Linked DNA regions of Sus scrofa: regions 2, 3, 4 and 5 are each linked to region 1. The links are chromatin contacts, called in public HiChIP or PLAC-seq maps. All regions are on one chromosome and are shown on one strand. The core of a region is the stretch at or near the end of the contact, and the rest is flanking DNA. Distances in the headings are between cores, read along the strand shown. Region 1 has its middle 22 kb from the start of PREP. Region 2 overlaps CRYBG1 (absent in melanoma 1 protein). Region 3 overlaps ATG5 (autophagy protein 5). Region 4 overlaps ATG5 (autophagy protein 5). Region 5 holds the start of PRDM1 (PR domain zinc finger protein 1).

Evidence for each region. HiChIP or PLAC-seq counts read pairs in DNA pulled down with a chosen protein or histone mark.
Region 2: an H3K27ac HiChIP or PLAC-seq map of alveolar macrophages shows a contact between it and region 1. The contact joins two enhancer-like sites. A contact is called at or near these places in 1 of 5 promoter capture datasets (fetal skeletal muscle) and 1 of 2 datasets of contacts at active chromatin or transcription factors (alveolar macrophages).
Region 3: an H3K27ac HiChIP or PLAC-seq map of alveolar macrophages shows a contact between it and region 1. The contact joins two enhancer-like sites. A contact is called at or near these places in 9 of 47 Hi-C or Micro-C datasets (alveolar macrophages, embryonic fibroblasts, fetal heart ventricle and 5 more) and 1 of 2 datasets of contacts at active chromatin or transcription factors (alveolar macrophages).
Region 4: an H3K27ac HiChIP or PLAC-seq map of alveolar macrophages shows a contact between it and region 1. The contact joins two enhancer-like sites. A contact is called at or near these places in 11 of 47 Hi-C or Micro-C datasets (alveolar macrophages, blood, embryonic fibroblasts and 6 more) and 1 of 2 datasets of contacts at active chromatin or transcription factors (alveolar macrophages).
Region 5: a contact with region 1 is called in an H3K27ac HiChIP or PLAC-seq map of alveolar macrophages. The contact joins the promoter of PRDM1 here to the enhancer-like site in region 1. A contact is called at or near these places in 1 of 5 promoter capture datasets (liver), 3 of 47 Hi-C or Micro-C datasets (alveolar macrophages, embryonic fibroblasts and heart right ventricle) and 2 of 2 datasets of contacts at active chromatin or transcription factors (alveolar macrophages and skeletal muscle).

The regions. Positions count from the first base shown.
Region 1 is chr1:71,656,793-71,659,527 of Sscrofa11.1, forward strand. It overlaps a transcript of PREP not described here. Among named protein-coding and RNA genes, the nearest start is that of PREP, 22 kb to the left of the region's middle. Within about 2 kb of position 1,384, at least 15 of the 83 cell types and tissues checked have an H3K27ac peak or open chromatin away from gene starts, as enhancers often do. A contact at or near this core is called in alveolar macrophages, where this site is marked.
Region 2 is chr1:72,560,144-72,562,878 of Sscrofa11.1, forward strand. The region is part of intron 1 of CRYBG1 (absent in melanoma 1 protein); the gene reads left to right. Among named protein-coding and RNA genes, the nearest start is that of CRYBG1, 8.7 kb to the left of the region's middle. Within about 2 kb of position 1,423, at least 5 of the 83 cell types and tissues checked have an H3K27ac peak or open chromatin away from gene starts, as enhancers often do. A contact at or near this core is called in alveolar macrophages, where this site is marked.
Region 3 is chr1:72,507,858-72,510,592 of Sscrofa11.1, forward strand. The region is part of intron 2 of ATG5 (autophagy protein 5); the gene reads right to left. Among named protein-coding and RNA genes, the nearest start is that of ATG5, 11 kb to the right of the region's middle. Within about 2 kb of position 1,389, at least 1 of the 83 cell types and tissues checked has an H3K27ac peak or open chromatin away from gene starts, as enhancers often do. A contact at or near this core is called in alveolar macrophages, where this site is marked.
Region 4 is chr1:72,429,365-72,432,099 of Sscrofa11.1, forward strand. All of the region lies in intron 6 of ATG5 (autophagy protein 5), which reads right to left. Among named protein-coding and RNA genes, the nearest start is that of ATG5, 90 kb to the right of the region's middle. Within about 2 kb of position 1,402, at least 7 of the 83 cell types and tissues checked have an H3K27ac peak or open chromatin away from gene starts, as enhancers often do. A contact at or near this core is called in alveolar macrophages, where this site is marked.
Region 5 is chr1:72,307,702-72,310,436 of Sscrofa11.1, forward strand. It overlaps PRDM1 (PR domain zinc finger protein 1), which reads left to right and starts at 1,395. Exons shown (of 7, transcript XM_005659341.3): 1 at 1,395-1,494.

The sequences.
Region 1 (2,735 bases), core at 134-2,633:
GATATCAAGTAAGTTGTATTATTCTCAAGCGTTATCTCAGTTTTTTATTAGGATTTTGATGGCTACTTCAGGAGGAAGTTTTCCATTTAATAAAGGGTTTACAGAGTGCACCCCACATTCCAGGCACCATGCTAGGATCCGGGGATTCAGTCATGAATGTGACACAATTCATGTTTTAATGAAGCCTAAATTCTGGAAGGAAGACTAATACCATAGGGCCTACAGGTCATGGTGCTGTGGGAGCACAGAGGTCCCCCAACTCGGTCTTGGGGGAGGAGGGAAGGGGCCCCCAAGGTAGTAATGGCCCAGCTGCCATCTGGAGATTGAGTAGGAATTAATAAGTTTCAGATCAGAAAGGAGGAGTTGTGATGGGAAGGGCAAGGGAGGAGCATTTAGGGAGCATCCTATGGAAACTCTGAGAGCTGAGGGACAGAAAGGCGTGTGAGGGAGCATGAGAGTTCAGTAGAGCTGGAACACGTGGGACAATGTGGGGAGTGAGGAGAGATGAAGCTAAAGAAGAAACCTTGTCAAACCAAGCGGGTCTCTATATTCATTGCTGATTGAGGATGAAGAGAATTGTGCACTGGATTGGTAGTTCATAACAGTATGTGAGTCAGGTCATGTCATGGACGTGATAAAAAATAAGAGCCAGGGCAGGCCTTGCTACAGCAACAAAGAAGTCCTAAAAATTCAATGGCTTAGAGAACATGAAGTCCTTTCTTTTTTCATGGGGCCATGTGGTTTCCAGTCAGCAGCTGGAGATGGGAAAAGGGGAAAGTGGGCTCTACTCCTTACAGAAATCCAGGCCAATGCAGTGATGCTGTCTTTAACACACGGCTTCCAGTGACACCGCCACAGGCAGCCAGCAGGGGAAATGGGGACCATGAGCAGACGGCTTTTATGGGCCAGGCCTGGAAGTAGCACCCAGAGCTTCCTCTCACATTCCACCAGTCAGAGCCCAGACACATGGCTACACCAACAGCAAGGAACCAGGAAAATGGAGCCTCTCTGTATGCTGGGGAGAAGAGGACTTGGGGGGAGAGCTGGCAGTCTCTGCTACAGTGATGGGGGAAGGGCACATGGACTGCTGCTTACATTTTCCCTGAAAGCCCTTTGTCTGCTTGCCTCTGAGAATCTCACAGCCCTTGTCTTCTTTCATTTCAAAATTCCCTCTTGCAGACATATATAGCCCCCTTTAATTTATCTCAGTCCTAATCCCTGGTCTTTCCTCAACTACATCCCATACTTTGACCAAGCTGCTCTGACTCTGAGCATGACAGGCTGTTTGCTTGTCCAGCTTGGTCCATCTTAAGGAGAGCATCCAGCCCTGCTGGTCAGTTGGGGGTAAGCAGAAATGCTGGCTGGTGAATCAGTAGGTGGCACTCTGGACCAGCAAGACACCAGTTCCACCGCGACACACGCGGACAGGGTGAGGAAGCAGTCACGCTCAGGAGAGCACGACAGTGGCTCACTTGACCTACTTCCTTAAGACTCAGCTTTCAAAACGAGCCACCACACCCAGACTGACCAGTGAGTCGTTAAAAACAGGGATATCAACATGCTCTGAACCGAGGGCCAATAAAAACATTTCCTTTGTGTGGAGGCTTTCTTCCCCTCGTGCTCAGGAAGGGCAGAGGAGTCCGTCTGACCTGTCTGACTGGAGAGAGCATGAACTCTTCTCTTCGTGGCTTCTGAGGGCTGCAGAGCAAGGCGGGAGTGTTGTTTTAATGGCAGTTGGACCTTCTGCTTTCATAACCACTGATTAGTCCTATTCGCTATGAGGAAATCAATCCTCAGGCTCTTTGTCAAAGGCCTCATTGTTTGCTTATTTCTTTCTTTCACTTGTGTCACCCTGGTAAGGTGTCCTTTCACTCAGCAATGTCTTCTGGGTCATTTTTCATGACCCTGGGAAGGTGTGGACCAAAATGGTAAAACAGACATTTGCAGATCCTTTTCCTTGCTGAGAGCTGAAAATGGACCGTCAGCAGAGATAAGCAGGGATAGAGATTTTGTTCATGATGAATTGCTTGTTCTCGGTTTATGTCCCTTGGGGTTGCCTTCTTTTTGTCCAAATTCAGATATTTCAAAATCATGTATCTGTGCTCCTATTCATGGAGCCCTCTGCTGATGTGATGAATTAAAAGAAGAGCTTAGAGAAAGGATGTTTCTGTGTTAGGCTTTTTATTTCTTTCTTCATTTCATACACAAGCCTCAAAGGCATGCAAGCAAAGAACTGATTTTCCTTAAAGCCAATCTAGGTATTATAGTGTATGAGAGATTAGTATTTGATATTGTCTAAAAACATCGCATAGTTATTATTATTACTACTATTATTACTATTATTATTATTACTATTACTATTTTCTTTTTAGGGCCACACCTGCGATATATGAAAGTTCCCAGCCTAAGGGTCAAATCTGAGCTGCAGCCGCCAGCCTATACCCCAGCCACAGCAGCACCAGATCCTTAACCCACTGAGCAAGGCCAGGGATTGAACCCACACCTTCATGTCAGATTCTTAACCTGCTGAGTCACAGCAGGAACTCTGACATAGTTATTACTGATCACCTGATTCGTAGCCGTATTTCAAGCTAAGCTAGCCAAGTGAACATAATCGTGCTTTCATTAGTAATGCTCATCTCTGAGCCTGTTAGATTTTTTTTTTAAACCTCTCCTAAAACATCTCTTTCAAGAAGGCCTCTTTCAGTCATCTCTGCTTGACTCATGTTGCTTCT
Region 2 (2,735 bases), core at 173-2,672, 900 kb after region 1:
AGACACAATGCATAACACATATCTTTTTTTTTTTTCAAATTAGTTAATAAACAGTGGCGTAAGTTTCTGATAGTTCTTTGGAATTTTTTTTTTTTTCTTTTTCTTTTTAGGGCTGCACATGTGGCATATGGAGGTTCTCAGGCTAGGGGTTGAATTGGAGCTGTAGCCGCCGGCCTATGCCACGGCCACAGCAACACTGGATCCTTAACCCACTGAGCAAGGCCAGGGATCAAACCTGCATCCTCATGGATGCTAGTCAGATTCATTTCCCCTGAGCCACGACAGGAACTCCAGTTCTTTGGATTATCTTGTAATTGGGATCAAGAGGCAAAATAGCATGTGTTGTGAATAAGACAAAGTAGAGGAAGCATTTGACTTATAATAACAACTTTAGACTATGTCTGTGAATACGCTGTTTTCCATAAAGATTTTGTTGAAAGATGCAGTTTATTTAACCAACGCTGTGTGTATCAGACACTTTTCTAAGCACTTGACAAATATTAACTCACTACAGTTAATTCATAACATCCCGGAGAGGTAGGAACTGTTATTATTCCTATTTGGGGGAAGAATGAGGCATAGAGCAGAATATAGTTTTACTAGTGTCACAGAGCTCATAAGGGTTGGGGCTGGAGTTCCAAATCTTAGAAAAAAACAACAATTTTAAAGCAGACATTCCAAGCTTTATGTCATATACAAAAGTATTGCGTCTAAGTCTTGAGACCTGGGCTTCTGCCCACGCTTTGTCAGGAAGCAGCATAACCTAAAAGTGGGCGTAGTTGTTACACCCTCCTCCCACCCCCACAGTCTTGGCATAGGCAGTAGCATGCAAGGTCAGAGGTAAGTTGCTGGCTAGGTGGCCCTCAAAGCTCACAGTTGCTGCTCAGGGTAAGTGTGTTGTCAGATTTTCTTTTTTTTCTCCTTTTCTTGCTTGCTTGCTTGCTTTTTAGGCCCGCACCTGGAGCATATTGAGGTCCCCAGGCTAGGGGTGGAATCAGAGCTGCAGCCACTGGCCTATGCCATAGCCACAGCAACTTGAGATCCAAGCCATGTCTGCCACCTACACCACAGCTCACTGACACGCCAGATCCTTAACCCACTGAGCGAGGCCAAGGATCAAACCCACAACCTCATGGTTCCCAGTCGGATTCATTTCCTCTGTACCACAACGGGAACTCTCCAGAATTTCTCAATTCTAGGAGTAACTTTAGCTTTAGTCACTAGAAGTCCTGCTTCTGGACTCCTTTAGTTTAATTTCCTGATTTATCATAGAGCGTTGTCTGCCAATGAATACAAGTTTCACCTTATGTCGTCCGTACACTTCAAAGATTATAAACTATTGCAGATAGTTTATCCCACTTGAGGCTCCCAGTGGCTCTCTGCAGTAAGCCTAGACTCTCATTTTTCAGATGAGGAAACTGAAGTTCAAAGAATGCAATGCAGATAGAGGAAGTGAGACAAAAAAGCTATTTTTGATTTCTGCTCAGCCAGTGGTTTTTGGTTTGTTTGTTTTTGGTTCTCTTAAGCTATAGACTGTTCCTCTCCATTCCTGGCCTCCACCTCCAAAACAGGAGCCCAGCTGACTCATCTACCTTCCTCATGACTATGCCTAGATTCATAAACCAACAACTATGAGACTCTCTGATCCCCAGATTGAGTTGTTAGTTATTCAGCTGATATATACACTTCAGTCTGGACATTGAATACTTTCAGAGTTTGTGCTATAATTAGTAGTTTACCTACTACCTAAAAAAGGAAAAAAAAAAAAACCCTCAAAAACCCAAAACTCGGAGTTCCCGTCTTGGCGCAGTGGTTAACGACTCCGACTAGGAACCACGAGGTTGCGGGTTCGGTCCCTGCCCTTGCTCAGTGGGTTAACGATCCGGCGTTGTCGTGAGCTGTGGTGTAGGTTGCAGATGCGGCTCGGATCCCACGTTGCTGTGGCTCTGGCATAGGCCAGAGGCTACAGCTCCGATTTGACCCCTAGCCTGGGAACCTCCATATGCCTCGGGAGCGGCCCAAGAAACAGAAAAAAAAAAACAAACCCAAAACTCAAACAGCACATACACACACACGCCATGTTTTTTTAAAAAAATGTTTAAAGTTTTCACAAGCCATGTTTTATAACAAAATGGCATTTATAATTATGGTTTCTATACTGTACCCATTCAAGAATTCCCTTTATAGGGCTTGACATAAAGATGGTGCTATAACATATAATATTTTATTTATGATTTGTCATTTAAATGTTTTGATAATACTGACAGATTTCATAAATATCCTAGGAAAGCACAGCTTGATTGTTTTCTCATCAGCTGTTTGAAAAAGATAAGACAGTCCAACCAAACTGTTGACAATTATGTTGAAACAAAGGGGCTCCTTTATCATGCTGCCATGTCCAAAACCCAAGAACTGGCCTTTTACAAGCTTGTGCAGGGGAGGCTCCCTAGGTCTTGCCAGCCATTCTCGGCTCTACTATCTTGCAAAAGTTGGCTGGCTTCTCCACTGCTTCATTCCCATGAACTAAGTGGGTTGTTATTACCTGCAAAACAAGAAAACGTAGTTGCTCCAAGATGGGGTTAAAACCGTTCTCTTTTAGTATTGACTCCCTCAAACAATTTTGTCTGGAATAGATTCAATTATTGATCAGGAGACCTTCATTGGAGACTACGTTGGCTGGAAACAAGAGCATTTGTATTTCTGCGTGTCTCACTAAACGTGTTTAAACACGCTAG
Region 3 (2,735 bases), core at 139-2,638, 850 kb after region 1:
TTTTGATAACCTACTGTGTACTGTCTTAGTTGCAATGAAGGACAGCAAGATAATCTATCCTCTTCTATGAAGCTAAAATAAAGTGGAGGTTCAAAAAAAAAAAAAAAACCCTCATAAAAAGTACTTATAAAAACACTTCATGGTGCCAAAAGAAAGGCCTTTAAAGATCAAACAGAAATTTTCATTTGAAAAACAATAGGAGCCACTATGATACCATGAATAAAACGATGGTATGATGAGAGGAACAGTACTTGAGGAATATTCTAGCTGTTGTATATAAAAGACTGCAAGGAGATAAAAGATTCCAAACAAGGAAATCTGTTAAGGAAATACTATGAGACTGGAATGAAGGAAAAAAGCAGAGGAGGTCTGGAAATCAATTAGAACAGATAATGGTGATTACTAATGTTGAAGAAAACTAAAGGAGAGAGATAAGTTAGATGGCGGAGTTCTGAGCTACACATTTAAATCTTTAAATGCGGTAAAGCACAAGCTTGGGGTATAATGCTGGTGGGCTGGTGGTCCTGTTACTGTCCATCAACTGCCTCAATCCTGCCCTTAGAGAGGCTGGACCTTTCTGGATTTTGGAGAGGGAAAAGTCTGGAAAGGAACATTGAGGTTGGTAAAGCCTCAACTAGAATGGTATGAAGACCATCAGTGTTCTCCCCCAGGAAAGGCACCCAGAAAGAAAACATAAGACAGCATTTTGGAAAACTGGTTAAGAACTTACAAGGAGATAAAAGGAGCAAACTGGCAAAAATTAATTTATTTTCTTTCTTTGCAGCAGACGCTCTAGCCACTTCTTGCTTTCCTAAACTTCTGCTTGCTGGTAAAATTGTTACTCTCTTTTAGCTACTTTTGTGAGCCTAACCCTGCATCATTTTTCATACTGCTTATTCCAGGTTACGTCTTTTTTTTTGCCATTTCTTGGGCCGCTCCCGCGGCATATGGAGTTTCCCAGGCTAGGGGTCTAATCGGAGCTGTAGCTGCCAGCCTATGCCAGAGCCACAGCAACTCGGGATCCGAGCCGCGTCTGCGACCTACACCACAGCTCACGGCAACGCCAGATCATTAATCCACTGAGCAAGGGCAGGGATCGAACCCGCAGCCTCATGGTTCCTAGTCGGATTCGTTAACCACTGCGCCACGACGGGAACTCCACGTCTTTTGATCACTAAATCAAGTAGAATTACATTCTGGATGGGGGAAAATATACCAAGAAAAATACTCTGGTTAAAGGGACTGATATTTAATCACCAAAAATCCTTCTCAGGCCCCAACTAGCTAAGAGGATATGACAGTGGTCCTAGGGGATCCAGGATACAGGGGAGTGGGAGGGAGCTGGCATGCTGCACTAGAGATTAAAAAAAAGGTAGTAATACTAGGAACAAGCTGCTATATAGCATTGTGGATTCAACAGAACGTAAATTCCTCTTTCATAATGAAACAAGTAGAATGTGATTAGGAAAGAAATGAAAAAGGAAACTAATACTTACTATCCATAAGAGAAAACACTAGTTGTTTTATAGGAAATCTTATTATCACCTGCATTTTACATACAGCTTAAATAACTTGCCAAACTCATATTCTATTAAATAAATGTCAAAAAGGAATTAATTAAAATGACAGAATCAAATACAGATGTAACATGGACAGTCTCTACAAGAAATTAAAACAGCATGGTAAAGTAGTCATTTAAAAAAAAAAAAAAAACAGTACAACCTACTAGTCCAATAGTTCCATGTTAGTAAGTTTAGGGCTTTACTTTAAAATGTCTGTTGGACATTACACAGTAACCTATTCTGTAGAGAATGATATCAACCCATGGAGATCATAAGAAGGAAGATGTATCAGGACTAATGAGTATGGATATCAGCTCCTGATTTACGAGAAGGTCGCACTTCATGCACTAGGTTCAACCAAAGTTGCTGAAAAATTCACAAATGACTTTCATGAGACAAAAATTACTTTTTACAATAAGAAATGAGGAACAGGAGAAGGTGAGCTCCATTAAGACAGGGATTTTCATCTGTTTTGTTCACTGCTACACTTCCAATACACAAAATATTGCCTGCTTTATAGTAGGCATACAATAAACATTCACCTAATGAATCAGAGATGCCAAAGGTCAAGTGGGACAAGAAGTCAAATGTGATTATTTTATTTTATTTAAGTGAAAGAATGTTTATTTACAGAAATACACATTCCACAGACAGAAGTAGTCCATCTCAGAAGGCAAGAGCAGCCCAAAGTGATAAATTTGAAAGAATGCCCATATTTAAGGTAGAATCTACACTGAGATGCAGTTGGAATCTTCTGTTCCAAATTGGCCTGCCGGAGTAATCTGTAACTAATATAAATATCTACAGTAGCATTAAGAAGTAACTCTAAGATTAAAGAAAAAATATAGGAGAGTAGGTATAGATACAATTTATCTAGTAGATATTCAACTAGGTAAAAATGAAAAGGAAACAAGAGCAAAAAACACTGCCCTGCCTTCAACATCCAGACTGTACCACACAAGGTTTTTCCTAGGTTTATCTCATTGGTTTATTTCAAGTTCATTTTTTTAAACTGTGGTAAAATATACCTAGCATAAAATTTATCATGTTAACCATTTTAAACGTATAGTTCAGTGGCATTAAATACATTCACCTTGTTATTGTGCAACCATCACTACTATCAATCTGCAGTGCTTTTCATCATCCTGAACTCAAATTCTGTACCTATTTAAC
Region 4 (2,735 bases), core at 152-2,651, 770 kb after region 1:
GATTTCACTTGTTAGGTTTATAGATTTTTTTTTTTAAATTGGCTATACTGAACTATAACTGGAATTAGCAATGCCTATTTATTAATATAGAATGTAATTAGGTTTATTTCATTAGCTATATAGGTAGTATGATGTGTTTTGGGAGAATTAAATCTGAAAAAGGGATAAATTATAAAAAAAAATCAAGAAATAAAAAAGCTCTCATTTTTATTTGTCATTATTCATAGCTAACATAAATTGAACTGAAGGCATCAGAAAAACTAGATTTTATAATACACAAGTCTAATAAAACACAAATAACTGTAAAGCTATTTCCAATATTAAAAATCCCACTAACAATTACTGTGGCCCTCAAAATCAGTGTACTTTCACTTGATTCAACTTAAAAATAACTAAATTTATATATTTTAAAAGCTTTACTAGTAAGTAGTAAAGGCTTCATTATAACCAAATGGTAACAATGATGAACACCAATAAAACTTTTCTTAACGTCATTAGTAAAAAACCACAATGTAATATTTCACTTTCGAGTATCACGTGGCCAGTGATATTTCAGCTGACAGGCATTACAAGGATTTAAAGATAAATAAATTGCAACGAAGAATATTACATTTATTTCCCGCCTATGTTAAAAGAAAAAGATTTGAGGTTGCTTATAACAAAAGCATGTATATAGTAACAACAAAAACTATTAACACATCTTTTTCTTGGATAGAATTATCCCATCTCTTATATGTGGAATCTGAAAAACAAAACAAAACAAAACCCAACCAACCAACAAATCAAGCAAACCAAGCTCACTGATACAGAGCATCTGCTGGTTGCCAGACTTTGGGAGTAGAGTGTGGAAGAAATGGGTGAACTATTTTTGCTTCTGATTTATGTAAACTGAATGAGGGGTGGGAAGACTAATCTTGCTGCAATCTATAATATAAATAAAAATTGGAAGAGATTAGAGAACTGTTTGTTTGCATGAGAAATAATGAGGATATGAGCTTGAATTGTGCCAAAGAAAATGAAGAGAGTGGATATGAGGGATATGGATAAACTGTGTGATCTGCAAATAGATTTGTTTCATTAATTCATTTGTTTATTCTTACTTTAATTCATCTCTTTTATTGTATTAGGCAGTTGCTGAAGGTATTCAGCAAAAAAAATGAGCAGTTTCTGCCTTCACAAAGCTCTCTGATCAGTCCTGAGTAGCTTCTTTAATCTAGTAAAACCTGCCCTCTAAGAGTGCGCTCAGCCTCCTTCCAGAACCACTCACCCCAATCCTTTCAAATTCTGCTTCCTAGCCTGTTCCCAGTTTCTGATCACATCTTCTCTTCCTGATTCCACTTCGCCCCACTGGCAGCTCTCATTTCTGGCCTCACTTCTTAGATTCACTTCCTTCTTCCTATTTTGAGAGTTAGGCTGATTTCATGTGCTTTGGGTAAATTCCTATGGTCTTGGCAACTAGACACAGTCCTTATGCTGGCGTGCCACCCCCGCCACCAAACAATCCAGATCCTGACAGTCAAGAGTCCAGCCATAACAAAACCAAACAAAAAAGAATTATCCCAATAGCTGTACCCAGGTCTAGGATCTCTAGCAACCAGTGGGCAGGGGCAAATTTATCAGAAATCTTCATTCATTAAACATTTATTGAGCACTTACCAAGGTATTACCTGTGCCGATGGATACAAAAATGAACAATGGATGCATAAACAAATAATTTTAAGACCCTGTTAAGTAGTAACAGAAATACGCACAAAGCACTGTGAAAAAATTTAAACTCCCAAGCACAAACTATAACTCTGGATTTTCTGGCAGCTAGAGTAAACAAGTAAACAAACCCTATAACTGGTTACATAATTTCATTTTATAAGTGTGGAAATTATACCAATAGGTACAATGTATTAAAATAAAATTGAACAGAATTTTCAAAGATGAAAACAAAGAAGAGAATATAGGTCAAGCTTCAAACTTGAAATACATTATATATATATATAAATATATTTTTGAATACAGAAAGAGATAAGGCCATTTCAGGCAGAGTACAGCACCAATTCTTCCCTTTCATATATGCCCCTGCCCACTAAAGTATTCAGAGGCAGATGGAATAAAACAGTACCTTTGAGATTGGTGAATAAAGGGAGAAAAATGAGCTATGAATTTAGCATATAAAGCTTGGAATATCAAATGCAGTGGAATTAGCCAAGGCTTAGTTGGAATTGCAACTCCCAACACAACTGATTATGTTCCCATGGCAAATTATATCAATCTTCGGGAGTCTGTATCTAAATCTAAAAAATGGAAATAATATATACTTTTGAATCACTGCTGTAACAGTTAAATAAAATGAAATACATAGAACACCTAATACAACAGGTGCTTAACAAGGATTAGTTCTTTTCATTCCTCCCTTTAAAAACACGGTTAAATGTGAAGCCAAAGAAAGGTAACACTATTTAGTCTTTATAGAGCCAAGAATGTAGAGAATAAAAAATAATTGGTCTTCAACCATCAGTTCTCTTTGAAGTTTTCTTAATTAGAATAAATATGTGGCACAAAGAAAAAGAAAATAGGGGTTTACACAGGATATGCTGCCAGACCTTACCAACAATGACACATGATATGTGCTTCAAATTGTCACATGCATATTTGGCCTAAGATATATTCATGCATGTCAAATTTTGCATCACATGCTTTTCAAAAGAAGCCTCATGTTAAAATTAGCTTAAGAATATACACAA
Region 5 (2,735 bases), core at 145-2,644, 650 kb after region 1:
AAACTCAAAGGACAATTTAAAAATATGTAAATGAGTTCCCATTGTGGCGTGGCGGGTTAAGAACCTGACTAATATCCACGAAGTTTTGGGTTCCATCCCCAGCCCAGATCAGTGGGTTGGGGATCCGGCGTTGCCGTGAGCTGCGGTGTAGATCGCAGACGTGGCTCGGATCCTGTGTGGCTGTGTCTGTGGCGTAGGCTGGCAGCTGCAGCTTGGATTCGACCCCTAGCCTGGGAACTTCCACATGCTGTAGGTGTGGCCCTAAAAATAATAATAAAGAAAAATACGTAAATGATTCCATAAGGACACAACTGTCCATCTGAAAGGAAGGTAGGATGAGACACAGGTGGTTCTGTAAATCCCAAGACCTCAGACATTTGTGTGGGTTTTACAAAGTTTTATAAAGTTCTCTGGGTGGCACTTACCAGGGGAGGGAAGGGAGCTCCGCTTTGGTTCTTCACTGCCCTTAAATTTTGTTTCTCTTATTTAGGAAGTCAAAACACTGACCTCATTTCCAAACATCCACAGCCCCCTAGGCTTACTTACCATCCCAAGGGTTAGGCCCTGAATATGTTTGTCCAGTGTGTTGGGGTGGTGAGCTGTGTCACGGGAAGGAAGGCCTGTGCTATTTTTAAATTGATGCAACCCATGGTTGAAACATATCATACACATATCATACCAATGACACACACGCTGCATTGTAACCTAGCATGTGTCATACATACATTCTCTCTCACTCACACACACCCCTGCCCTTCTCATCCGGCTTTAAAAAGGGAAGGCAGCCGGAACGCCAAGCCTGATGATTTGAGTTGAAAAGGCTGTTAAAGTGTAAAAATCAAGTACCCCTCTGGTGCTCAGCCTGGCTTTGAGACATGTGGGAGGGCTTCAAAGCCACCGTGCCCCGCTTTTGGAGCTCTGGCTTGCAGTTGGTCCCCAAATGTTTACCAGCATGAAGATGCCTGACTTACAGGAAGTGGGAAGTGGGTGTGGGGGGTGAGGGTGAGTGGGTGGGTAGGGAGTGGGGAAGGGAGGGTGGGGGGGGTGTCCTCTTGATGTGGTTACTCTGTCATTGACCTTGTTTGGGTAGAGCAGGAGTTGAATTAGAAAATGAAAACACGTTTCATCTTAGGCCCATTTCATCCCATTTTTTACTTTCCTTAGGAAAAAAAAAAAAAAGAGAGTTGTTGTTTTTTTCCCAAGGGGAGCCAGGTCTCCAGATTTGGTGCTCAACTTCCCTTCCTTCTACAATAGTCTTCGCCCACACTCATCTGGCAGCCTACAAATGCAACGCCCAGCCCACCGAGAGAGGACTGGGCCGGGCCCAGTAGCTGAGGCTGAATATCATAGGCTTGTCGAGCTGCTGTGATGACACCATCAAAGGGAATAGATGGGGGTTTCTGAGAGGCGAGCTGTTTGGATCATTCATGATTTGCTGCCATTGTGAACACTCTTAAGGAGAGAACTCTGCCTGAGAAATGCTGATTAATAAAGGTAACTGAGGTTGGCTTTTTTTTTTTTTTTTTTTTTTTGGTGCTCTAACAGGGAGGGAAATAATATAGTGACTAAAAACACACCAAGGCATTACTTAGAAGCAAACACTTTGAGATGTAAAGACTCTAGGCAGGGGCAGCCTTAGATAGCTAGCTCTCTCTGCACAGCTGTACCAGTGCTGACGTCTGCCTGCTTGCCAGCATCCTAAATGCGGTGCTCATCGGGCCTTCTAGAAGGGGTGAGTGACATTTGGTGGGCCACCCCTTCTCCTCTCTGCCTCCCCTCCTCACCCCCAAGCACTTTTGTGCTGGACTATACCTAGATAGGACTATATGAACATGCGTTTTCTTACGACAGGGGCCTGCTTCCTTCCTTTATTCCCTCTTCCTTTTTTGCAGCTTTCATTTTAAATTATATCACATTAAATTATATCCCTTGACTGCTACAATGACAGTAAAAAAATGGTTTGGTTTGGTGCTTCTTTGGATTATTTGAAGGGTTTTATAGTCCAACACTGGGTCTCAAATTTGACTTTCCTTCAAGTTCCACTCGTGGCCTTGTCCAGCTCAGCTGGAGCACCTGGAACTAATTTTAGGGTTGCCTGCTAAGCCCCACGCTGGTATTTGAAGTTTGCGTCCTCCCTAGACTCAAGCTCATTTCACCACCTCTGAAGGTGAGTGCAGGCTGATATTAATTAACAGTGAGTTGATTCACTGGCATCTTCCAGTCATTAGAGTAAATATTTGGCTTAAAGGAGCCTCTTCCCACCTCAACCTTGCAACTTTTTGCCCATTCCTTTACCCCACCACGGTTGACTCACCAGCACTTGCAGGGGTGTATATGGCCTAAGACAAGAGTTTGGTTCTAAAAGGGAAGTGAGATACTCTTTAACATCTGCAGGCGAGACTGTTTGAACAGCAGGCCGGCCTTCAGTATGACTACATTGTTTTTTTGTCCATGCGGGCGCTGACTCAGCATCAGTTAATAAACCCTCTGGAGAAGGCTGGATTTCTCTTGTTTAATTATCATCTTGGCGCTTTCTGAGAACTCTTGTAAGGAATTGTTCATTCAGTTTTATACCCCCAGCACGTGTGCCGCCTAAAAGTCGTGTTTCCTCTGGGTGCTAGCGTCCCCTCTGGCATAACATTGCAATCGCAGGTCATCAGGCAGTGAGCTGGGAGTGTGGGTTACTTATGTCCCCTAGTGGGAATTTAATTGTTCAGTACTACAGAGATTGTGGA